Regions from separate parts of the Callithrix jacchus genome. Here region 2 is linked to region 1. Evidence: chromatin contacts called from public Hi-C data. All regions are on one chromosome and are shown on one strand. Each heading gives the region's core, a stretch centred on a gene start, on an enhancer-like site or on the middle of the called end of the contact. The rest is flanking DNA. Distances are from core to core; before and after follow the strand shown.

Evidence for each region. Hi-C and Micro-C count contacts between places; a contact is called where the count stands out from the background.
Region 2: a Hi-C map of skeletal muscle shows a contact between it and region 1, with 5 times the contacts expected there. The contact joins two enhancer-like sites. A contact is called at or near these places in 2 of 3 Hi-C or Micro-C datasets (both in skeletal muscle).

What each region holds. Positions count from the first base shown.
Region 1 is chr11:86,838,779-86,846,475 of calJac240_pri, reverse strand. No RefSeq gene overlaps it. Among named protein-coding and RNA genes, the nearest start is that of TES, 68 kb to the right of the region's middle. Within about 2 kb of position 4,520, at least 3 of the 16 cell types and tissues checked have an H3K27ac peak or open chromatin away from gene starts, as enhancers often do. A contact at or near this core is called in skeletal muscle, where this site is marked.
Region 2 is chr11:87,383,522-87,391,218 of calJac240_pri, reverse strand. No RefSeq gene overlaps it. Among named protein-coding and RNA genes, the nearest start is that of CAPZA2, 54 kb to the left of the region's middle. Within about 2 kb of position 4,043, at least 6 of the 16 cell types and tissues checked have an H3K27ac peak or open chromatin away from gene starts, as enhancers often do. A contact at or near this core is called in skeletal muscle, where this site is marked.

The sequences.
Region 1 (7,697 bases), core at 3,271-5,770:
AAGAAGTTTTTTGAAATTAATGAAAGCAAAGATACACCATATCAGAATCTCTGGGACATAGCTAAAGCAGTGTTAAGAGGGAAGTTTATAGCACTAAATGCCCACAGCAAAAAGAAAGATCTCAGGTTAAGAACTTAACATCAAAAACCAACCCCCCAGCTAGCAGAAGATAAGAAATAACCAAAATCGGAGCTGAACTCAAGAAAGTTGAGATGCAAAAAACCATACGAAAGACCAATGAATCTGGAAGTTGAATCTTTGAAAGAATTAATGATAGATGACTAGCTAGGCTAATTAAAAAAGAGAGAAGTTCCAAATAAACGCAATCAGAAATGACAAAGGGAACATTACCACCAACTCCACAGACATACAAAAACTATCAGAAACTACTATCAACACATTTATGCACTCAAGCTAGAAAACCTAAAATAAATTGATAAATTCCTGGAAATACACAACATCCCAAGATTGAACCAGGAAGAAACTGAATTCTTGAACAGAGAATATCTCAGGGATGTCTTCAAAATCTCAAACTCCAGTCCTCATTATTTCAAGAATTCCAGGCGTGTCTTACCAGGAATGTCTCCCTGGAGATGATATTGGCATTTTGAAGAAACATTTCCCAAAAAGAACTCACCATCTTCCTCTTTCAAATCCTGTTCCTCCCTAGCCTGTGCTCTCCATGTGCTCATCCATTACAGAAACTAGAAACTGCGGAATTGTCATTGACTCATATTTTGTACCTGTTGGCTTTGCTTGCTAAGATAAATTGAAAATGGGGTTGCTAAGTTATTTTTTAACATATCATTTTCGAATAATTCCAAACTTACAGAAAATTTGCAAAACGTGCTAATATTTTTGCATATGCCCTTCACCCAAATTGATTGCCAAATTTTAACATTTTCTCATATTTGCTTTGCTTTAGGATTCTCTCTCTCTCTCTATATATATATATACACACATACATACATATATATGTATATATGTAGCATATATATGTACATATACACACACACATAGATACCAACCAAGACCAACCAATTATATATATTTTTAATATATAATATTTATGTATTTAGTTTGGCTTTGTTTGAAAGTAAGTTACAAAGCACATGCTTTTTCCTTAAATATTGCATTGCTTTCCAAGAATAAAAACATTTTCCTATGAAATCACAGTAACATTTTCAAAACCATAAAAATTGATATTATACTATTATCTAATTCAGAAGATTTATTCAGTTTATTCTAATTGTCTCTGACGTCTTTTATAGCGTATATTTTACAGGTCTACAAGGCAATGAAGAATCACAGTTGCACTTTTCAAATCTCTTTGGTATTCCTTGATCTGGGGTGGTTCTTTGACCTTTCTTTGTATTTTATAACATTTTTTTTAACAATATAGTCCATTGATTTTATAGAATGATTTTCAAGACTGGTTTCAGCTTATGCATTGTTGTCAGGAATGTAGCAGAAGTAATGTAGTGTCCTTCTCAGTGTGTCACATCAAGTGGCTTATGATGTCAGTTTGTCTCATTACTGATTATGTCACCTTTGATCACTTGAAGTAATATGTTGAACTTTTCCCCTCTCATTTACTTCTTCACTTGCTGTGAACACCTGGGTGTTTAACTCTGAAATTCTACCAAATTCAGACATTATCCTTTATTCCTTTGGGCTTTGCCCAGGCACTAGTTTCACAACTGTGTCTCACTTACAAACTTTTCCTCCACATACTTGCCAAATTTGCATTTTTGAAATACAAATTTGGGCATGAATTTTCCACACCTTTATTAATTAAGACTTTCAGTTCTACTCAATTCCTTATAGTAGCGTTTCCAAACTATCTTATATGGAACACTAGCTTTACAAAATATCCATGCAGCTAAAGGGATATTTGGTGAAATAAGTGTTGGGAATTTTCTCTTAAGAGATCTTGTAGAACCATATACATTAGCCCATTGAAGACTATGAGAGGTTTCAAAGAAAAAAATTGAGCGTTTCTCACACTTTCTTAAAAAAAGAAAACTTTTGTTTGCTAATCCCCATAAATAACCCAATAAATAAGTGGTTTATGGAGTTAGTATTTTATAAAACACCTTTGGGAAACTGTCACTGGATAGCCATACTCTTCAGCTAGACTTAGGTGATACACCCCACCTCCATTCTTCATCAACCCAAAGTCGATTACTTTTCCTGCCAATACCTATCATTGGTCAGAACTATTATTTCTACCTGATTCTCATGTCTTCTTACTGCATAATGCCTTCTGTCTACAAGACTGTTGTGAGACTATGTTTGGAATGCCCTCTGCTATCCCACCTTCCACCCTTCTCCTCCTGAGTCACTTATTCTCTTAAGAACCAGTTCACAGGTGGCCCTGCTCTCCCAAGTCTTCTCTGCTCTTTTCTTCTCTCCTCCCTATTTGTGTTCCTCTATTGATGACTTATTGCATATGATGGTCCTAGTCTGTTATAGCTGCTATAACAAAATACCATAAACTGGGTGGCTTATGGACAACAGAAATTTATTTCTCCTAGTTCTAGAATCAGGAAAGTCCAAGACCAAGGCTCTGACAGATTCACTACCTGGTAAGGGCCCACTTCCTTATAGGTAGTCATCTTCTCAACTCTAACCTCACAGCGTGGAAGGAGCAGGGGTCTCTCTCAGACTTCCTTTATGAGGGCACTAATGCTATCCCTGAGGGTCCCCTCATCCTCCACCATGACCTAATCACTTCCCAAAGGCCCACCTTCTAATTACCATCACCTTAGGGGTGTGCATTTTGAGGGCACACACACATTCAGACCACATCCATGACAATTACTTGTTTGCACCTCTGCCTCGGTCCTCACTTGGTGAGCTTCTTATATGCCTTGTAAACATCATGGTATTTGGTAAGCTCTGAGTGTTGACTGTTGAATAACTGAATAAACACAGACTTGACATTTTCTACATACTGATTTTATCTGGTGGATTTGTTAATATCGGCTATACCTAATGACCATATTAGATTATTTGTTCTGAAGGAATTTTTGTATCAAGCCCAAAACCAAATAGAAATTTTTGTTTTTCATTCCCTTTTTCTCATACAACTCATCTGTATTTAGAAATATGTTTTCACAAATTATATGAAGGAAATAACTTGATTATTTTATTAGAATATTAGTCAAAAGCGGTAGGTAACAGACATATTTCCATTTCATTTACTTTATAAGATTCATGAATTAAGGAGATATGATCACTTTATTGCTTAGTAACCAGATTAAGCTTTCTGGTCCATATGTATTTTACATTTCTGAAGCATAACTAATTTTGTAATGTGGAAGAATATGTGAGTTTGATACATTTTGCTTATAGAATAATTTGAAGTTTCTCGCCACAGATTTTCTGGTTTTTCTGTTCATTCAGTATGTGATCACTAATCTTTTTTTCATTTCAGATATTTGGGTATCTAATGATATTTAAAAAGAAAAAATATCTGGTTAGTACAGTGTATCTAGTTTCTTTGCAATTCAGTTTAGAACTTGATAGCTAGTCCTAATTCATTTTTCTTGATAAATGCATATTACTGCATTTAATAAGAAAACCCATTTTCTTCAACTTACTGTAAACAGGTGAATATATAGTGATAAAGTGTTCTTACATCATCTATGACTTTTATAGGCACAGCTTATCTTGAAATATTCTTTACCTTCTTGCAGTTAAAGATGTGATCTGTCAGAGGCTTACGTTTGTTAAACAGCATTGAGAAAAGCCTTAGCCTATGACACCTGTGCATTCTCAACTTCATATTTTCCCAGTTTCAGTCACCAGAGGACCAGCTACTTTACTATCATAACAGGAAAGCAGGGTCATCTAAAAGGGTCAAGATGTGGACTCTTTCCTAATCAGAGACCTCAGAGCCTGAAGGAGTGCAGCTTAGTTCCTGTCCCTTCGGAGACAATTGTAGGGGAGTAAACTTTTCCGTAGTAGGAGAGATACTGCGATTTTTTCCATATTGCTCTCCAATTTGTCAAGAATGTGTTTGAAATCAGATGTTGAACTAAACTCTAGGTTTAGTTTTATTTCAAATACATTCCAGACAGATTATAGCACAGGATAGGGTATATCACTCAGCCTCCCTGCACACTGTGACTCATAAGGAAACCCCTTTTACAAGCTGCCAACAAATCAAGAGCTTGGGTTACCAAGGGTTGAGCAAGCACAGATGCAGAGTGAGCTGGAATGGAGCTGGGCAGGGACACAGTGTGCATTCCAGGTTGGCAAAAGTGTACAGTTTACACTTGCAAGGCAAGGTTGGTACTTGAGAACAGTCAAGGAGGCTGATAAATACTTAGTAAATCAGGCCAAGAATGCATGATTTTCTCTTCCCACATTCTCCTAATGTGTTTCCAAAGCTGAGATAGTAATTGTTAATTTTCCAAAGTCTTTTCTTTGTTGTTAATGGGTAAGCCATTTAAAAACATAGTTCTGATCCAACCCCAAAATCACAGCTTGACTTGTAATGCTGCAGTATGTGGTGGCTTGAATCAGCATTACCATACAAGGCAGCTTTGAATTCCTCGCAGTAACCTTTTATTACTGTTTTTAAGTTTCCAAGCACTGCCAAATATCTTGAACTTTGTGGAATGATTATAAACTTTATAAACATAAACCTTTGATTCCCCTTTGAAATTCTGCTAAAGAAAGCCAAAATTATATTAACAGTGCATATATTTCAAAATCAAAGACCTGTAATATCATTTTGATTGTGCACACTTGGAAAAAATTTGTTGGGATCATTGGACAATTGATAAAAGGACATTGCAACAGCTGTGCTGGTTTTCAGGAAAAAAAATGGTACAACCCAGGAACAATGTTTGGGCTGAAAAGCAGGCCTGCATGTCTGGTTGTTTGCAGATGCCTTGGCTATTTAGAAAGCTGCCCCTTTAAAATCTCCAAAACATTTTGTTAGAAATACTTCATAATAGAAGTATGTTTCCCTTGGCACCTCAGCAGAGCAGTTCTTGCTTTCATTTCAAAATATGAGAGATTTCGTTAGAAACAGAAAGGGTTTTGTCTTTTGCAAGCTGACATGATGCATGGCCCAGAATCAATCCGATGTGCAGCACCTCCTTAAGGAGAGAAGAGCTTTCTCAAAGAACAGGCAACAGCTTTTGGAAGCTGTAAAGGCACTTGGAAGAAATCTCTGTGAAAGGGCAAGCAAGCAAAAGAAAACTATTTTTGTGTCATGCTTACATCGTGACCTGACATAGTTCATATGAAAGGGAAGAAGACATACATTCAGTGTTTAGTATGGCATGGTGAACATGAATTCACACATCAGGGCTTGATTGCCAGGGTGTGAATTCCAGGTCTTTCACTTCTTAGCTTGGTGGCTTTTCAAATTACATAATCATAATAATTCCACTGTCCTCAGTTATTTTATCTGTAAAATGATATAATAACATACCTACCTGAAAGGGTGGTTGTGAGGATTAAGTGAGTTTGTATGTATAAAGTAAATATAATATTGACTAGAGCTACTTTTTGAAAGAATGCAAAGAAAATTTAAAATAGAACAGGGTAAGTAAGAATAAACTTTATCTTAAAAAGGTTTCCAGTAAATTTACTTTCACATAACACTTGCCCCAACACACACACACAGACACATACACCCTCACTTGCTCTCACACACATGCACACTTGCTCACACACACACTCACAACTCACACATATGCATGCAGGAGATGATAGAGTCATTCTAATGTTTTTACCCCTCTCCTGTTCGTAAAATCTATAAGTACTTTGGAAAAGGTTCTATAATTATCTGCAAAGATCTTCTAGATGGGAGTAAGTCATAGAAATTCCATTTCATTTTATTAGTTAAGAGTCAAGAACCTATCTCAGTCTTTGATAAGGATATTGAGTCTCCCTCTGAGATGTCACTGCTTTAAGGCAGGGCTGTTGTGTTTGCTGTTGTATGCCAGCCATGGGAATGGGGAGAGGGGAATGCTTAATAAATATTGAGTGGTGATGATAATTCATAATGGTGTCTTATAGTTAGTTACCTTACAGATTTTGCAAAACAGCATAGGGTATTTCCTGGTAGAGGCAAATGCTGGGTGCTTTGCCATTTATTAAAAAAAAAAAAAAAAAAAAAAGCATGACATGGAAAATTAATTCAAAATGAAAGCACTGTGTCGCCGTGGTCCTCAGCTGTCCTCCAGTTCCTCTCTTCCTTGCTTCCATTTCACACCCATCTGCAGACTTTGTTTGGAATGAGGGAAGAGAGAGAAAATGTGTCTGGGGAAAACAAAAAGAATGTACTATATGACTTTGTCCATCAGAGCAGCCAGTACTCTCACCTCCTCCCTTACAATTCTCTCTTACCAATGCCTAAATTCTTTGAAGGTCTCTGTTCTAAATTTTATCAATTGCAATTAAAAATAAGTAATTTATTTAAAAAGTTGACAAAAAAGTAAAAAATCAGGTTTCTGATTACAAATACTATCGCATACCATCTTTCTTTGGAAAACTGCAAATGTTCACAAACTTCAAGACGCAGCACTAGATTTTATCTCTACTATTGCATTTATCAAAATGGATTGCCAGTTTGTTTAAATACTTCTCTCATTTACGAGATATGACACTGTAAACTTCTTGAGGCCAAGGTCTACATTGTATAAAAGTTTGTACCCACAGAACTCTGGAGTTCATGGGTGACTAATAAATCCCAGCTTCCCCCAATCTTCCTCAAATAAGTGTCCTTTATTTCACAGAATCTGGAGAACAAACAAGTTCCTGTATTCTAACTTTTTTTCCCACTGAATCTGTAGCAGCTCTAAAGGTGTTTCTCACTTTAGCACCTGGAGTGTTGAGGATTCCATTTGTTCGCCATGGAAATTCAAGAACTGAAGATTCTCTGTGAAAATATAGGCCTTCTGTTTGCTTCATGACTGTGATCCTAACCTCTGGAATGTACTGTCCTGAAAATAGTGCTCGCCAGAATTTCTGAATCTAGAATATTATTAACACTCCTGATATTTATACACTCTCAAATAGAGTTTATAGAATTAAGTTTCTTAAGACTGCACAACTGTATAAATCCCTAAGCAAAGGAAGGAGAAAAGTAGATAAGTAGATAAGAAGATGAAAGTTAATATCCCAAAAAATGCATTTGTATAAGTAACCAATTATATGAATTTGTATTAATAATATTTTATAGCATACAGAAAAAATGTGTTTTATAGAAATTCTCTTTTACATATCAAATAATTCTGTTCAGTAGATGTTAGATATCTTGGCCACATAACAAATGATCCCCAAATTCAGCAGTATAAAACAACCATTTATTATGCTTATAAATCTGTGGTTCAGGAATTGGACGGTGGGTTTAGGGTTTTCTGCTGATGTCAGGGGCTTCAGCTGGAAGACTAGAGGCCCAGGATTGGAACTGTTTGAAGATTTGTTCACCCAGGTTTTTGGCAGTCAATGCTGGCATTGGGCTGGGAACCTCAGTTCCTATCCATATGTGTCTTTCCACATGGACTCTCTGGGTGGAAAACTTTGGGTTTCTCCACAGTATTAGGACTTGGTTTCAAAAGCAAGCATCCTCAGCGTAGTTGGTGGAGGAGAGAGAAAGAGAGCGATAGAGAGAGAGAGAGAGAGAGAGAGAGAGAGAGAGAGAGAGAGAGAGAGAGAGATCCTGGAGAGCT
Region 2 (7,697 bases), core at 2,794-5,293, 550 kb before region 1:
CTTTAGATGGGGTGTATATACTCTATTTTATCAGAGCCCCCAATATATCCTTTCTTATTAGTTGGGTGTTGTAACTTTCCATGACCTGCCAGACTTGTGTGGGGGTTTATTTGAGATCCCTGGAGTTGAAAGTCCACCATCATTAAGGTGTGTACTTGAAATTGTTTTTCTACAATATTGGGGCCAGGAAGACTCTCTAAGACCTTTAAAGGGTGGAGAACGTAATGCTAGAAAAGATAGATAAATTGGACTAAATGAAAATGTATAATTTTTATATAGCAAAAGACATAAACATAGTCAAAGGATGATGACTGGCTGGGAAAACAATTTGTAGTAAAGACAAAGAGTTAACATTTATTTATTTTTTTCTTTTCTTTCTTTTTTTTTTTGAGACAGAGTCTCACTCTGCTACCCAGGCTGGAGTGCAATGGTGTGATCTTGGCTCACGGCAACCTCCATCTCCTGGATTCAAGCAATTCTCCTGCCTCAGCCTTCTGAGTAGCTGGGATTACAGGCGTGAGTCACCACACCCAGCTAATTTTTGTATTTTTAGTAGTGACAGGGTTTCACCTTGTTGGTCAGGCTGGTCTGGAACTCCTGACCTCAAGTGATCTGTGTGTCTCAGCCTCCCAAAGTGCTGGGATTACAAGCGTGAGCCACCACACCCAGCCAAAGGGTTAATATATCTAATCTACAAGAAGATTTTGCCACCTGCTAAGAAGAGACAAACAATTGAATAAAAAATTGAGGAAAGAATAAAATGGGGCAAAGACTGTAGAAAGGCAATTCAAGAAATGCAGATGGCTACAAAACATGTAAGCACAGGAAGCCAACTTCACTGTTAACCACAGAAAAGCAAATTATGACAATAGCGAGAAACCATTTTTTACTTAATTGGCAGTAATGAAAAAGAGTGATGATATCTCACACTGGCACAAAATAGGGATACGGGGATTTTCAAATATTTTTTGGAGTGTGAAAAGGTGCACTCTTTGGGGAAAATAACTTGTCTAATATCTAATAATATACAGTGTTTGACTTAGTGATCCCACTTTTGGGACTGTATCCTAGAATAAAAGGCCAGTCTATTAGATTATATGCAAAATATATTTTTTGTAGCATTGTTTGTAATAGTGAACAAAACAAGCAAACAGAAATGGAAACAACCTGAATGGATTGTAACTTCTGTTCTACAGATTGTCAGGTAGCAATGAGAAAGACTGAATTATAAACTGGAGGAATACTTGTGATATGCTGCAAAGTCAAAATAAACTGTTGCAAATTATGTGTATAGCATGATTCTATATTTTTATTTAAAACTCTAAAATCACATATGTGTATATCTTTCCATAAGTATGAGAGCCATGTAAATATGGAGGTGAGAGAATCTATGGCAATAGAGGGGGTACGGGAGGAGATTGCGAGAGTCTGCAAGAATGTTAGCTTTAAAAAAATCACATCTTATTTTGCACATAGAAGGCACACATTCCTTATGTTAAAAAAAAGTCAAATAACATTTTAAAAATGTTTTTCTTTAGCAGTGGCCAATGTTCACTCTTCCTAAAGCCCCTCGATATTGAGGAAGCAAAATGATAAAGTGCTTTCAGGCACCTAACAGTGAAGCTGTCTGTCCTGATTAGGGACCAAACCTTTGACTTTGGTCTCAACAGTACAAAGTTCCAACTGAACAAATAACCTCTGTTTACCCATCATCATAGCAAACTCAGAGACTGCTTGCAAATTATGCAAATACACACGGTTACAGGATCACACACTTCCTTAGTTAACTATACTTTTCTGCTATGTTAGCCTTTTAGTTCACTAACAGTTATAATATTGCATTTCAGTATAGTGTGAAGGTAAAAGTATACAGTCTTGGCTGCAGATATAATAAATGTAATTGCCCCTTTCTACTGATTTAACCCAGTGTTCCTTTAAATGAGGGTTTGATGTCACATAAGCAATATCTGCTATTGTCACAACCACCTATAGGTTTCAGATTAGTAAAGTCTTTGAAATATGACTCTCCTCAGCAGAAAGGAATCTGCAGCACTTGGCATAAAGATTATAATCTTTGGCCTTCCTGTTGTAAGATTTATAACTGTGACCTTAGGCTCTATTTCTTTTGGAGTGTAGTCACTTTAAGTTACCAGTGATTATTGCTTTGAGTTACTAGGTCAGCGTGAATCGCCTAATATAATGTCAGTTTCGTGCTTACCAAGGGCTGGGCGGTATTAGGGACACGAAACAAAGTGAATTTTAATGTCCGCAGAAGGCAGTGCTCTGATATATGAGCCACCTCAGTAACAATGAATTTCCATGGCAGGAGATTTCAACACCAGTTCTTAACCTCTTCCATGTTCTCCATCTTTTAATTCATGAAATATTATGAGTTCATATTTAATTAGGTGAAATAATCTGAAACTAACCATTAAAAGGGAGGAAAAGGACGAGTTACAAGCTAGCTTTTCCTTAGGGCTAACCTTTTCCTGGGATGACAAAAAGAAAGAGTTGTATGAAGGATGAGGCAAAGCTGAACTCAATGCCCTCCAATTCTGTGAACGCACCTTGATCTAGAAGCTGAAATGAAGCCTTCCTCCCACTGTAGTTCAAAAATGAAGATTCATGTTAATACCCGGGTGGCAAACAACAAAAGCAGTGTAAGTTTAGTTTTTACTATTCAAACATTGCCTACTTTCAACAATAAGTCACTGCAGTGTAAGAAACCAGACCCTTCTTTGATACACTACATTTAAATGTGTTGTCAACACTAGATGGCACTCAAGGGTTGCTTTTCTAGCATGTTCCTCCCGTTCCAAAGTCCTTTGCCATCAATTACCTCCTTTAAAAAGAGCAAACATGCTATTTAAACAAAAGGTCCCTTAGTTGCTTTGTAGTTCTGTTTTTGTATTTATAGTCATGTAATCAATATGTTGGAAGAGTAATTAATTTTTAACCTCAACCTATAGGGAGATCAAATGTTAGTGGAGTTAATGGATAGAACAGGCTTCATTATTCTAAAGTAACACTGATGATAAAGCTGGGAAGAAAGTTGAGGGTTGTAAACAATCATGCCATCAAATACAATCAAACAAAGCAATAGTGCAACGTGATTATGGGATGCTGACCTCTTGCCAATCTCCTTCAATACAACTGTTGTTTCTGTTTTAGTTATCTAGACGCTCCTGTGTGATTGAAATAGTCTCCTAGTTGACCTTTTAAGATATTTCCTCTTCCAATTATTGCTGTTAGAGTTATTATTCCAAATAATAGTTCTGATTTTGTTGCCCCTCTGTTTTGAAAGCCTCTCCTTTTTCCCCATTTCCTAACACCTTAGAGTGTTATTAAAGGGGCGTCTTGATTCGGGTGCTCTCTACACTCCCGGAGCTTGCACCCTAGTTTTTATAGTCTCGATCCGCAATATCTCTGTAGTGCTTACTGTGCGCCAGCCCGTGGGCTGTGTTCCTCCAGGAGAGAGAACTAAATGCACAGTATTGCAGCACGTCCATGGGCATGAAGTGTTCTGGGTGGACTTGCTCCCGGAAAGGGGTGTGTTGGCGCCGCCAGAGCTCAGGGGCTGGCAGCCCAAAATAACAAAAAACTCATCTTCTTTTATTCTGATTATATTTTCCTATTACTCGACCCTATCCCTGAATTTCCAAACCTGCTTCCCCAGATCATGAGGAAATAAGAGAATCATTCTCTTATAGGTGGGGAGTGGGGAGGCTTATAGTCAATTGTACACCAAGGCTCTTCATCAACAGACACATTACTATTTTTCCGAAATATTATTATATTCAAATTAATATATCTTGTTCCTTAACCATGCTTGTACTTTTCTGACTTCTTTGCCAATATGATCCACTCTGTGGAGAATGTCCTTTTCTTACCTATCTCTCTGGGCCCAATTCAGAAGCATCTTCTTTCACCACACAACCTTCCTCAACCCCTTCTATTATAAGGAAGGTTCATAAAGTGTGTTGACTCAGGCTTTCCCCCTCCTTCTTGAGGGGCAGGAAGCCATCTGGACCACAAGGTGACCTTGAGGATAGAAGGCATGCCTTGGCATGGTGGAGTAGAAGGATGGGAGCCTGGGTCCCTGCCAACATCTTGCAGCCTCTATACCAGCCCCCAACTGCCCATCCTCCAACCTGTTTTGTGTAAGAGAAAAAATCTCATCTCCTGTAAGGTACAGTTGTTTTGGGATTTTCTGAACCTAATTCTGATATACACACTCTAGATTAATTGTGGGTTATTGCTTTTTTTGCTTTTAGGGACTGTCTCTAATTATGATAATGATAAATGCTTTCGTCCAAGTGTTAGCACTGGATGTTTAAAGGGGACAGGTAAATAAAGATTGCAAAATTTTCCCTCTTTAAAATAGAAGACAGTAGTGGATAAAATTTGTATAATTTAGGATGCAAACTTTAGAACAATTTGAATGAAATGAAATTCCGAAGAACAGAGGACTTGTCATTTGGGATTGCTAGTTGTGATCTATAATGATTTGATATTGTATGATCTTTGCTCACTCAATACATTCAGAGCGGGCCTAGATAAATTGAGCAAAGGAAGTGTTAGTTTTTTATTCCTTTGGTATACAGTGGCTCAGTTGTCTTTTTTTTAGAACCAGAGATTAATTATATTTACATCGTGGGAGTTGGTGAGGAGGGAGATAATTTTTTAAAAAATGAAGAAAAAAACATTTGTTGGTATCTTTAATAGGCTAGAAGCAAAATGTACATAATTTTAGAAAAATCAGTCAGGTGCAGTGGCTCACGCCTGTAATCCTAGCACTTTGGAAGGTTAAGGTGGGAAGATCACTTGAAGCCAGGAGTTCAAGACCAACCTGGCCAACATGGCAAAACACGATCTCTAGTAAAAATACAAAAATTAGCTGGGGGTGGTAGCACGCATCTGTAATCCCAGCCACTCAGGTGGCTGAGGCACAAGAATCGCTTGAACCAGAGAGGCGGAGGTTGCAGTGAGCCTAGTCTGGGCAATAGAGTATGACTCAATCTCCAAAAAAAAAAAAAAAATTTAGCTGGGCGTGGTGGTGTGTACCTGTAATCCCAGCTACTTGGGAGGCTGAGGCAGGAGAACTGCTTGAACGCAAGAGGTGGAGGCTGCAGTGAGCCATGATGGAGCCATTGCATTCCAGCCTGGGGGACAGAGTGATAACCTAGCATTTTATGGGCTCTTCAGTCTCACCTTTCTGACTTCTACACACTGTAGTGCCCTAAGGCTGTATCCTTGGCTCTTTCTGGCATCTATCCCTAGATAGCCTCCAGGTTCCATGGCTTCATACCACCAAATGTTGATAGTTTTATTGTTTATCTGTCATCTTTCTCTTTTTTCTGCTTTTTTTCCCTTTCTCCTTTTCTCCCTTTTTTCTTCCCTCTCCCTGCCTTTTGTCTGTCTTTCTTTTTCCCTGCTTTGGAATAAATGCCCCTGGGGAGCAACAGTCTTGGTTAGTATATTGCCTACTGTATCTTCTTTCTTTACAATAGCACCTATCTTGTAGAAGGCTCCCAACAGTATTTTTAAATCAAATAAATGAAAAAGGAAATTTGCTGATGGGCAAATGATGAGTAGATGACAGAGTTGAGGCAGGAACCTGGTCCTAACTTGCCTCAAACCTTTGTTCTTTAAATACAACTCCTCACTGCCAGTCAACCAGGATTCAGGTCTTCTCTGGTATTAAAGCAAGAAAGAGCAATTTTAGCTAAAAAAAGTGAAGAATTTCCATAATGATTTGGTTAATTGTGTTCCCTCTAAATGATTTTACCTGAACTCCACAGAGTTTTAAAATTAGAATTATTTAAATAATTGCCTAACTCACATTTCTTTTGCTCCCATTTATTATTCTTTCTATGTATGAAGAACCATTTCCTTTTAAAAATAATGTTGCCTGTACCCTTATGAACTAGTTAATTTTCTTTCCAACATTTTCTTTTGGGCCATGTAGATATGACCTAATAGTCACTGCAATAATGCTGTTGTTTCAAAGGGTAGAGACCTTTTTTCTTATAAAAATTGAATGTGAAGAAAAAAAAAAACCACCTCATATAGTGTGAGAATGCCTGTTTTTCTTGGTAATATTTCATTTCCTCAGTGAGACTATTTTCTTCTGCTTTCCATTGTCAACAGAGAAAAAATATACAATTAAATCAAGGAAACCTGGCAGGGCCGATTTGGGAAAATCGAGTGAAATCAGTTTCTGATTTGAACAAAGAGCAGTTTATTATGTTGGAAAAACACTGCTCTGATGAGATTCACACTCAACCTGTCTCACGTTAGCACCGGACACCACCTCGGAGCTCCCTTTGTGTTTATCTTTGAGAAGGGGTAGTGATTTTACTCCCAAACTTTGAACTCCAAAGAGGAGGTAGAATTGCTTAAGGGTCAGCTAGCAACCAGCATCCACAATGTTAAGCAGAGGCCTGCGGCCGGATTCACTGCCTTCTCCAACCTTGAGCTCTTTGATTCTGAGTACGAATTTGTGTAAACAACTCCAGCAATTATGTGGGAGCAAATGAAGTGCTGGGGTTGGTTAGAGGGAATTTTATGAATCAGATGAGTTCTATGGAGACTTTTAAAGTAAAAAAAAATACATTCTGATGAACCATAATAACACCTTGTACTTGTATAAAATCTTACACAATTTAATATTGATAATCAATGCTGTGAGGTGTAATCTTAATTTTTTCTAGACAAGGAAAGCACAACTTAAAAAGATTAAGTGATGTGAAGGTCACACAGGTGGTAAAGTCAGACTGGATCAGGATCCTGCTCCAGTCTATATCAGGTTGATACTACCAAAAAGGACAAAGAAAATCAATGTCTATTTTCATGACTTTTACCTTCAGACTTTTCTGAACTGTGCCAAACTTTGGACTTCTTTGGAGGTAATTTTACTCAGAGTCTTGAATAAAAATTAAAAAAGGAAAGTCAAGGTCTCCAGCAATAATGACTGCCATACTTTGAGAGCTATGCATGCATTGTTTCATTCAATCTTTACACAATCTAATGAGGGAACCACTGTTAGTATTTTTACTTTATTCAGAAACAGAAGCTTAGAAGGGTTAAGCAATTGGTCTAAAACCACATTACTGATAAGTGGTGGAAATGAGTCTGCCCTAGTCCAGCTAACCTCTGTGCTATCATGAATATATCCAGAGTGAGAGTGGGGGGTGGGTGGGCCTGCCAGGCGTTCTCTGGGTGCTGAATTATGACTGGATTAAGTCAGTAATATGATGTCAGGCGATTCAGGTTTCCACATGTGGCTCTTTATGTAACAGGCAAAATTAGATTGGTGTGCTTCTGCCAAAAGGACAGTTGGACCGAAGGCAAGTAACTTGCTACAGTAAACAACCCATCTCTGTGATGTGTGTTTGCCACACTTAAGTACAGTTCAGCCTCCTAAAAGTTGTCAGTCAGCCTAGATTCTGAAATAATCTCTCACAGAGTGCTGCTTATCAGAAATGGGTGATTTGTTTTTATTACCTAAGTTTAAAACTTTTTACAACTTCCAAGCATCTGGAAACTTTCATTGCAAATTTCCATTGAAAAAGAGAATGAGAATTTTAGAAAAGCATACTATTCTGTTGATTAAAAAATATATTTACCCTGCTTTGGCAAATAGAAACCAGTGAATCTGTTTCTTTAAAAGAAAATCATTAAAAATTTTTTTTTTC